Linked DNA regions of Arachis hypogaea: region 1 is linked to region 2. The links are chromatin contacts, called in public Hi-C maps. All regions are on one chromosome and are shown on one strand. The core of a region is the stretch at or near the end of the contact, and the rest is flanking DNA. Distances in the headings are between cores, read along the strand shown.

Region 1 (4,071 bases), core at 826-3,325, 160 kb after region 2:
ATTTTATTATACACTTTTAACGTGACGATCAATTAGTATATCCGGAAAAAATGCTATTTAACTATTTTTTTTGCCTATTTTTATATAAAATTTTTTTATTTTGTTTTTAATTTTATATTTGAACTTTAATTTTTATTTGCTCTATTTTAGCACATAATTAATGAATCAACTAATACAAAAATTAATCAAATAAAGGTACTCTAAATAAAATAAAATTTTTATTCAATTAAATAATGATAAATAATTTTATTAAATTAGATCATATTAATATGATCATTAGATAATAAAAAATATTAAAAAATAATATTTTAAAAATATAAAAATATTAAATTATTATTTTAATTTACTTTTTTAATTGATGACAACAAATATCTTGAATTAATTGAATTTAAAAAAAATTATATGCTAAAATTATTTTATTTATTTAAAAATATTTTGAACATAGAATAATTCAATTTGAGGTCGACTATCAAAATTAAATTTAATATTTTTAAATTTATATTTTCTAATAAAAAGATTTACTCTTAGTTATGGTCTTGTTTGCACGCCGTTAAGTTAATAAAAAAATTATTTTTTAATGAAAAATTGAAAAAAAAGATCTTTTTTATATTTTAGTGTATTTAATAAATTTTTAGTAGTAAAAATAAAAGCACTAGAAAATAAAAAAAAACATATTTTTTGAGAAGTTACAATTTAGTGCTTGGGCGCTATTAATTGATATATTTTTTTTAATAAAAAATCTTTTTTTTATTTTTTAGTGTGTTTGACAAATTTCTAATATTAAAAATAAAAGTACTAGAAAAATAAAAAAAAAAAAACATCTTTCTTGAAAAGCTACAATTTACATCTTTTTTTTAAAAGATTTTTTTTCTTAAAAAAATGTTTTTCATATAATAGTGCTTGTTTGGGTGCCATTATTTTGATAAAAAAAGATTTTTTTCAATTAAAAAAATATTTTTTTTTATTTTTTAGCGTGTTTGACAAAATTCTGATAGTAAAATTAAAAGCACTAGAAAAATAAAAAAAAATATCTTTTTTGAGAAGCTGTAATTTATATCTTTTTTTAAAAGATCTTTTTTCTCTTAAAAAAAGATATTTTTTATGTAATAAATAAACAAAAAGTACTTTTATGTTATTCTACCCAAACATAATTGATAAATAAAAAGAGTTTTTTGCATGAGATACCCAAACATAAAATTACTTTTACTTTTTCAATAAAATCTTTTAAAAAAAGATAACTCGAAAAAAGATATTTTCTTAGAAGCTTACCCAAACAAGCTCAAAAATAAATAAACAAAAAAGTACTGTTATCTTATTTTACCCAAAAATAATTAATTGATAAAAAAGTTTTTTTATATGAGATATCCAAACATAAAATCACTTTTATTTTTATAAAGATCTTTTTAAAAATGGCGTCCAAACAATTCTTTACATTTTTTTTAAAAGATATTTTTTTATAAAAAGATATTTTTCGCGTAATAAATAAACAAAAAAGTACTTTTATATGGTTATACCCAAACATAGTTGATAAACAAAAAAATCTTTTTGCATGACATATTCCAACATAAAATTACTTTTACTTTTTTATAAGATTTTTTAAAAAAGATAACTTAAAAAAATTTTTTTTTTCGAAGCTCACCTATATAAGTCAATAATTCTATCTAAAATAATTCGATATTCATTATTATTTATTTATCTAAATAATTCTAACATTGATAGAATATTACTTTTAGATAAAAAAATTTAAAATATATTTATTCTATTTCAAAAGTTTAAAATTATAAAATGTATATGATTTTAAAATTTTTTAATTGTTAATTTTTTCGGTTATTAATTTTTTTTCAAAATTCTATTCTGATTTTAAATTTAAATTTTAATTAACTTGATTGAAACATACGTCTAAAATCCACGAAAGATAAATAATAAGTAAATAAGATAAATAATAAGTAAATACCTCTCAAATTATACATAAATAAGATATTTAGTTTTATTTATTTATAAAAAACCCCTAAAAAATAGCATGACATATTGACTGCAACCGAAACAAGATTAGTTAAAAACTTAAAATTAGGGTTTTTATTTACGTTTTAAAATTTAAAATTTAAAAGAGAAAAGAAGAGGGATTTGTAAGGAAATAGAAAAAGGAAGGGTTAAAATTGGATTTTCAATTAAGATTGTTTTCTTTGTTGAAACTGATGGAGTTTGAAGACCCCAAGGTCCCAAACAATAGGGAGTAGAAGACAAGTACGAAGTCAGAAAGAGATCTCATAGTAGAGTGAGGTTTGTTCTAAGTTCTATTCTGTTTGGGAATTGAATCGAAAAGAGAATAGCTATGAGAAAAGGGAACAACTCTGGCAATTACCGAAACCCATGTCTCACTATGCACCAGCCTTGGGCCTCTCTTCTCGTTTATGGCATCAAGCACGTCGAGGGCAGGTCCTGGCCTTCTCCCATCACTGGTAAGTAACTAACTAACCTCTTTTTCTATAAAGTTCTAATAAGTAAATTTATTATTGTGATTTTTTATTGTTAAGGTCGTCTCTGGATTCATGCTGCTAGTAAGGTCCCAGATGAGTCCACTATCAAAGCAATGGAGTACTTCTACAAAGAGATTTATGCCATCAATGGCGTCACTGACATCAAGTTCCCTGAACACTACCCCGTTTCTAGGCTTCTTGGTATGCACCACCACCACCGCAACAACCCCTTATTCTATGTAATAGGTTAAAGAACTGTCTGCACCTGCTCTTACAGGGTATAAATGAGTGTTTTTTAGAGAATTCATAGGAACCAACTTTTAGTTAGCTTATATTAGCCAATTTTAGGGCTTGGTTTATAATTTAGGATTAATGGTTCATGATTTATGGTCTAGAATTTGATATAAACAAGATAATTTTTAAAAAATTGGCTGATGTTGGCCGAAAAGTTGGTTTCCTAACATTACTCTGTTTTATAATGCCATCCAATTAGATAGAGTCTTGTAAAACTTGTTTTGTCAAATATTTGGGATACAACCATGCTTCATGTATCCAAAAATTCAGCACCATTCAGTGGAATACATATTTGGTGTTCAAGAAAAACTTTGATTATGGTGCTGTAAAAAAATTTGATGATTTTGCTATCATAAGTTTGATTATTTTATTATAATTAGTTTGATATTTTGTTAGCTGATTATTTTATTGGAAAAATATGTTAGGCAACATGCTGCATGCATAAATATACAAAAATATATGATGACTGATTTGGTAGCTAATTTTTTGTTTCAATATAGCATTGTTGTTTGCCATATGACAGTACTTGATTGTTTATTAGTGTCAAACTTTCTTGAAACGATGGAGTGGCAGGACATAAAAATAAAATCCATATATTGTATTAGCTCAACTTTTATTTGAATTTTTTTTTATCTCACACTTGATTGTTTGATGCAGGATGTGTCGAAGTTGTTGGCTGTTTAAAGCGTGAGGAGCTTGCTGGCTGGGACATGGTTCCTGAAGGGGTACTAACTACCAACCCCTTTTTTCTAATTGAATTTGATTCAAAATTATTCTGATTATATTGAATAAGTTTATCACATTTTGCACTCAGGTAAGGCTAGAAGCACAAACTGATTACTGTTGGCTATGTGAACAACCACAGGTTGGTGCTGTTCTGTTATTGTTGTACTGTGCAATCCAGATCATTGTAAATTGATAACTGTTCTTTCTTTGCTCAACAATGTGTATTTTTCTCTGCTATTTATACAGAAATTGTTGATTCCTTTTGAGATGCGGGGATACCAAGGTGTTTATAACTTGGAGAGGAAGGTAATACTAATATGGTTTAAAATATCCACATAATTTCTGAGCTTTTTGTTTGAATGAATGGAGATTGATTCTTATTTTTTTTCCTTGCTTATTTGAAGATCCATGATGCTGCAGTTAGAGGTTTATCACCAGTGAAAGGTCCATTGCCAGTGAAATTTCCACTTCCAGATCCACGAGATATGTTTTCGCTAAAGCCAGGTTGTATTGCCACGCTTACTCCCAATGTAAAAGCAGCTGAAGTGGACAAATCATCAAGTATAAGTGCAGC
Region 2 (4,549 bases), core at 1,572-4,071:
TTTTATCTTATAAGCAAGGAGAAGGCAAATTGTTTCTAAACTCTGCTTCCCTCTATCTACATAATCACCCAAAAACAAGTAGTTGGCCTCAGGTGGTAATCCACCATACTCAAAAAGCCTTAAAAGATCAGAATATTGACCATGTACATCACCTGAAAAATTGACATAAATATAATTAATATACATTAGCTACTAGAAATCTTTTGACTATAGACAATAATACAATATTTGGCGGTAATGCTAACATTGAGGAGTATAATGCATGAATCATGCCTACATAAATTCAAATCTTTGTAATTTTGATTTATCAATCATGGTATTTAAGCTGCGTACATAAAATGAATAAGTAAAACTTAAGTCTTGTTTGTTATAGAAAAGTACCATTCAAGCTCAAAGAGAAACTTAATAAATGATGATGACATTGAAAAGAGAATTAGTGTAGAATCTATTGGGGAAAAAAGGGCAAAACTTTATCCTAGGTGGTTTTATCATGCATGGCGGATGGACTAAATCTTAATAAGTAAAGTTGAGTGCAACAAAGTCAAGGTAGCTCAATAGTTAACCAGTGGTAGAGATTAAAAAAATATATATTACTGAAACCATTAAAAAAGGATAAGATTTATATTTAAATGATTTGTACACTGGTATACTATGCAATAGGACACTAGCATTGCATTATATAATCATGACCGTTGTAGCCAACCCCATGCAGTGGGAAAAAGCTTAGCTGCAATTTTTATTGTTGTAGAATTCAGCAATAACAAATAACAATGTATCTGTTTTGTCCCAATACTTAAATTCTAACCTGGGGTTTACTGGTAAGCATAATATGAAGCAAAAACAAAGCATCCGGCTAACAAGATAACATCACTTTTATGTAAAAGAAATAAATTTTATGTGCCAAAGTAGTTAGCTACTTAGCTTAAATAATAAATATATTACACAATCCTATAAAAGCAGATATATCATTCCTGAAATGGAAAAGTTGGAACTTGGAACTTATAAATAAAGGATCATAATACATCATTTGAGTTCTCAAAGTCAAGTTTTTCACAAGAGCAAGGAAGTGCATACTTTGACTTTTACATGTTGGAGGATACAAATTGAGTGTCTTTTTAACGACACTTCAAACTGCATCTGCTAGGCAAGCTTAATCTAAGCAGGAAATGATATAGAGAATGCAAAAGAAGCTCATAGCTAAGGTGTACAGCAACAAAAAGCCTTGTCAGATAAGGAGCTAACCGGATCAAATGATGCTGTTGTATCTTAAGGCTATGGTGTAAAACAGAAAGAGTGTGAGGGGATGGTAATACCATCTGTGTAAACTTTGAAAAAAAAAAAAAAAAAAAAAAAAAAAAAAAAAAAAAAAAAAAAACCCTAATAAAAGGTATCCAATGTTTCTTTCACTCCCAATAATACTTCTACAACTTCAACAACTGAGAGGCTTTCCAACATCTTACTTTAAAATCTTTAATTGAATTAACTCGTGTTCAGTTTACGTTGCTGTATATCCTTACCTTTAGCATCCGGCTATAGTTAGATTGCCACATATTTTAACCAAGTCTAACGTCTAAACTATTTAATTTCCAGTTCACACACAAAAACAAAAACCAAAAAACAAACAAGGCTTAATATGTCAAACCCCGCCATGCTCATATGAGAGGCATCTCTATAATATCATCAATAGGGTTTAGCGCCAAAGTTAGAGCAATTATACATCTTAATCACAAATTTAACCGTATTACCAGAGCCACAACGTCATCAAGGACAAAGAAAAACACTAGACAAAGTTCAGTCAAACCTATACTTCACAAAACTTCACTGGTAAACCAATTTACAACACACAGAGAGAAAACAGAAACATGCAATTTAGATAGCAAATTTGTAATAAAAAAAACCCACAGATAACCACCCAAAAACAACAAAATAAAAAAGGTTCATGTAGCAGCCAAACAATCAAACCAACTTTCCAGAATCACCAAACAACATAAAAAAGTCACTCAGATCATAACGGACCCAAAACGCGAAGAAAACCCCGTGGGACCCAAGATTTGAAGCACAGATCTCATAACCAAAAACTAAATTAAGTTTACCGCAAATCTTAATGGGGGCTTCAAGCTCCAACAAATTGGGCTGCTGCAAGAAAATCTCTCTGGAAGCGGCACACAGCTGCTTGATCTCCGATTCCGAGAGCTGCACCTGCTTCCCCGGCCTCCCCCGAACTTCCAGCAATCGGTTTATTATGTCGTCCACAACCGCTTGCTCCATTTTCTTCTTCACCACCAAACCCTAAAAAAAAGTCAACGCCTTTTCTTTTTCAATTTGTTTATCTAATTTTTTATTGGCTTTGAATGCGGTGTTGGTGGTAATGGAAAGGGTCGGATTTGATGATGACGATGATGAATAGGAGTGGAGCGAGTGAGCAGATAACTATAATACTAATAGTAATAATGATAATGATAGCATGCAAAAGGAGACGGTGGAGGAGGAATCAGAGCGGTGTCGTTTTGGTGGGAGGGGGTTGCCGTTTTGGGATCGGAGGGGAAGAAGGGAGGGATTTGGACATTGGTGGGTGAGGACGAAGAAAACCAAAAAACGGGGGAGGAAGAAGTCAGGTTGGGTTTCTAGAATCTAAATTGTGAATTATCGAGAGGGGGAATGAATTGGAAAAGGGAAAGCGGGGATTGGGATTTTTGTTGAGTAGGTTAAAGAAAAGACGGGGAGAGAGACTAGTGGAATGGGGGTATGTGGATTATTATTATTATTATTATTATTATTATTATTTTTTTTTTTTTTTTTTTTTTTTTACGGTGCACAAGAATAATTTTCATTCGTGAATAGGATCTCTTAGATCCAAAAGAGTAAGATTACAAATATATTTTTATGGTATTTTTCATCTATATTTAATTCGGACTAGTAAGAGCATATTTAACTAATGGAAAAACTTTACATCTATGTAAAAATTATATGGATGTTATCCAAATTTTTTTCACTCCACGTCCCACACATTCGTTTGTGTGACAGGCGCCTAATCCTAACATATATAACCTAATCCTTATTCTGCGTCACTAACCTTTCTCAACGTAAACCTTTCCATACAACGTCAACCTTTTTCGCGTTCTTCTTCTTCTTCTTCTTCTTCTTCTTCTTCTTCTTCTTCTTCTGTTTTCCTTCTTCTTCTTCAACCTAATTAAATTCGTTGTCCTTTATTCGCTTTTTTCTTCTCTGCATTATAGATTTGGATTGACTTCAACGTAATTAGCTTCGTCGTTCATCTTTTTCTTCATTTTCTTTTTCGATCTGCACTTCTAAATTGAAACAATGAATGAATCAACTTCAAATCAATTGAATGAGTGTGATTTGGACAATTCTTCCAAAACATATCAATTTGATGAGGTTTGGATTATTGAATTTTGAATCTAATTCAATGGAATGAAATTGCTAATTTTATTTGAAGAGAATTGAATGGATTGAGGTGATCTTTATCTGAATTGAATTGAATTGAATTGATAATATGTAACTGTGAGTGTGAGTAACTGTGACTAACTGTGAGTAATTGTGAGTAACTTTTCGGTTCGGTGAGTAATAAAGAGTTGATTCACCATGTTCATATTTTCGGTTCGGTAAGTAGAAAGGAGTCTAAAAAAAATTGGACGAATATATTCTGTTTTATTCCCTAAGCACTATATAATTGTTTCACCGTAATTAAGATTTCGGTTCACCATAATTAAGATTTCGGTTCACTATGCAGACCAGCTGTGTTGTGGATGAAAAATTTGTTCCAAAGGTGGGAATGATTTTCAAGACATTAGAAGAAGCTGGAAAGTTCTACAAACATTATTCCAAACTTGCCGGTTTTTCTACTAAAATAAGGAACACAACTCGGGATGGAGACAAGATTAAGAATCAACTAATTGTATGCTCTAGAGAGGGGAGGTGGAAGTCAAAGATATTTCTAAGTTTGAAGACAAACCTTTCAGCTGGGTTAAATTGTCCGGCCAGAATTTACATACACATAATGAAGGATGTTGGTCTTTGGACAATTTCCAAAGTTGTTTTGAATTACTCACATCCTTGTTGTCCAGACCAGGTTGAGATGCTCAAACAATACAGGGAGCTTAGCATGTTCGTGCGTCGCACCATTGAAACCCACAAAGAAGCCGGAATCAGTGTTCAGGGTTCTCGTTTTAGTGTTTAGAGTTTAGGGTTTAGGGTTCAGGGTTTAGGGGTTCAGTGTATTTATAACTTTCGGTTCGCCCAGTGTATTAATTTCTGTTCACTGTGTTCTTTTGGAGTTCTAATGTATTGGTAAATACAGTAATTGCAATCACTGAGAACCTGGAATAAAACAGCAACCAGACAGTTCCAACAGATATATAATTATTAACATTTGATACATACATTGATATTAAGAATAGATATATACATTAACATTGACACATATACATTTGAAAGAAGCATTGTTTGCTTTTTTAACAAGTTATACAAAATATGTACAACTACTATATGCATTGTTTGATACATACATTGACATATATACATTTGAAGT

What was found. A called contact is a pair of places that touch in the nucleus more often than the background predicts.
Region 1: a contact with region 2 is called in a Hi-C map of an unstated tissue, with 4 times the contacts expected there. The contact joins the promoter of LOC112777622 here to the promoter of LOC112775195 in region 2. A contact is called at or near these places in 2 of 8 Hi-C or Micro-C datasets (leaf and an unstated tissue).

What each region holds. Positions count from the first base shown.
Region 1 is chr19:55,852,609-55,856,679 of arahy.Tifrunner.gnm2.J5K5, forward strand. It overlaps LOC112777622, which reads left to right and starts at 2,076. Exons shown (of 8, transcript XM_072227407.1): 1 at 2,076-2,459; 2 at 2,535-2,678; 3 at 3,429-3,496; 4 at 3,586-3,636; 5 at 3,744-3,803; 6 at 3,902-4,071. The coding sequence starts at 2,333.
Region 2 is chr19:55,687,399-55,691,947 of arahy.Tifrunner.gnm2.J5K5, forward strand. It overlaps LOC112775195 (serine/threonine-protein phosphatase PP1), which reads right to left and starts at 2,822. Exons shown (of 4, transcript XR_003189485.3): 1 at 2,094-2,822; 2 at 1-152.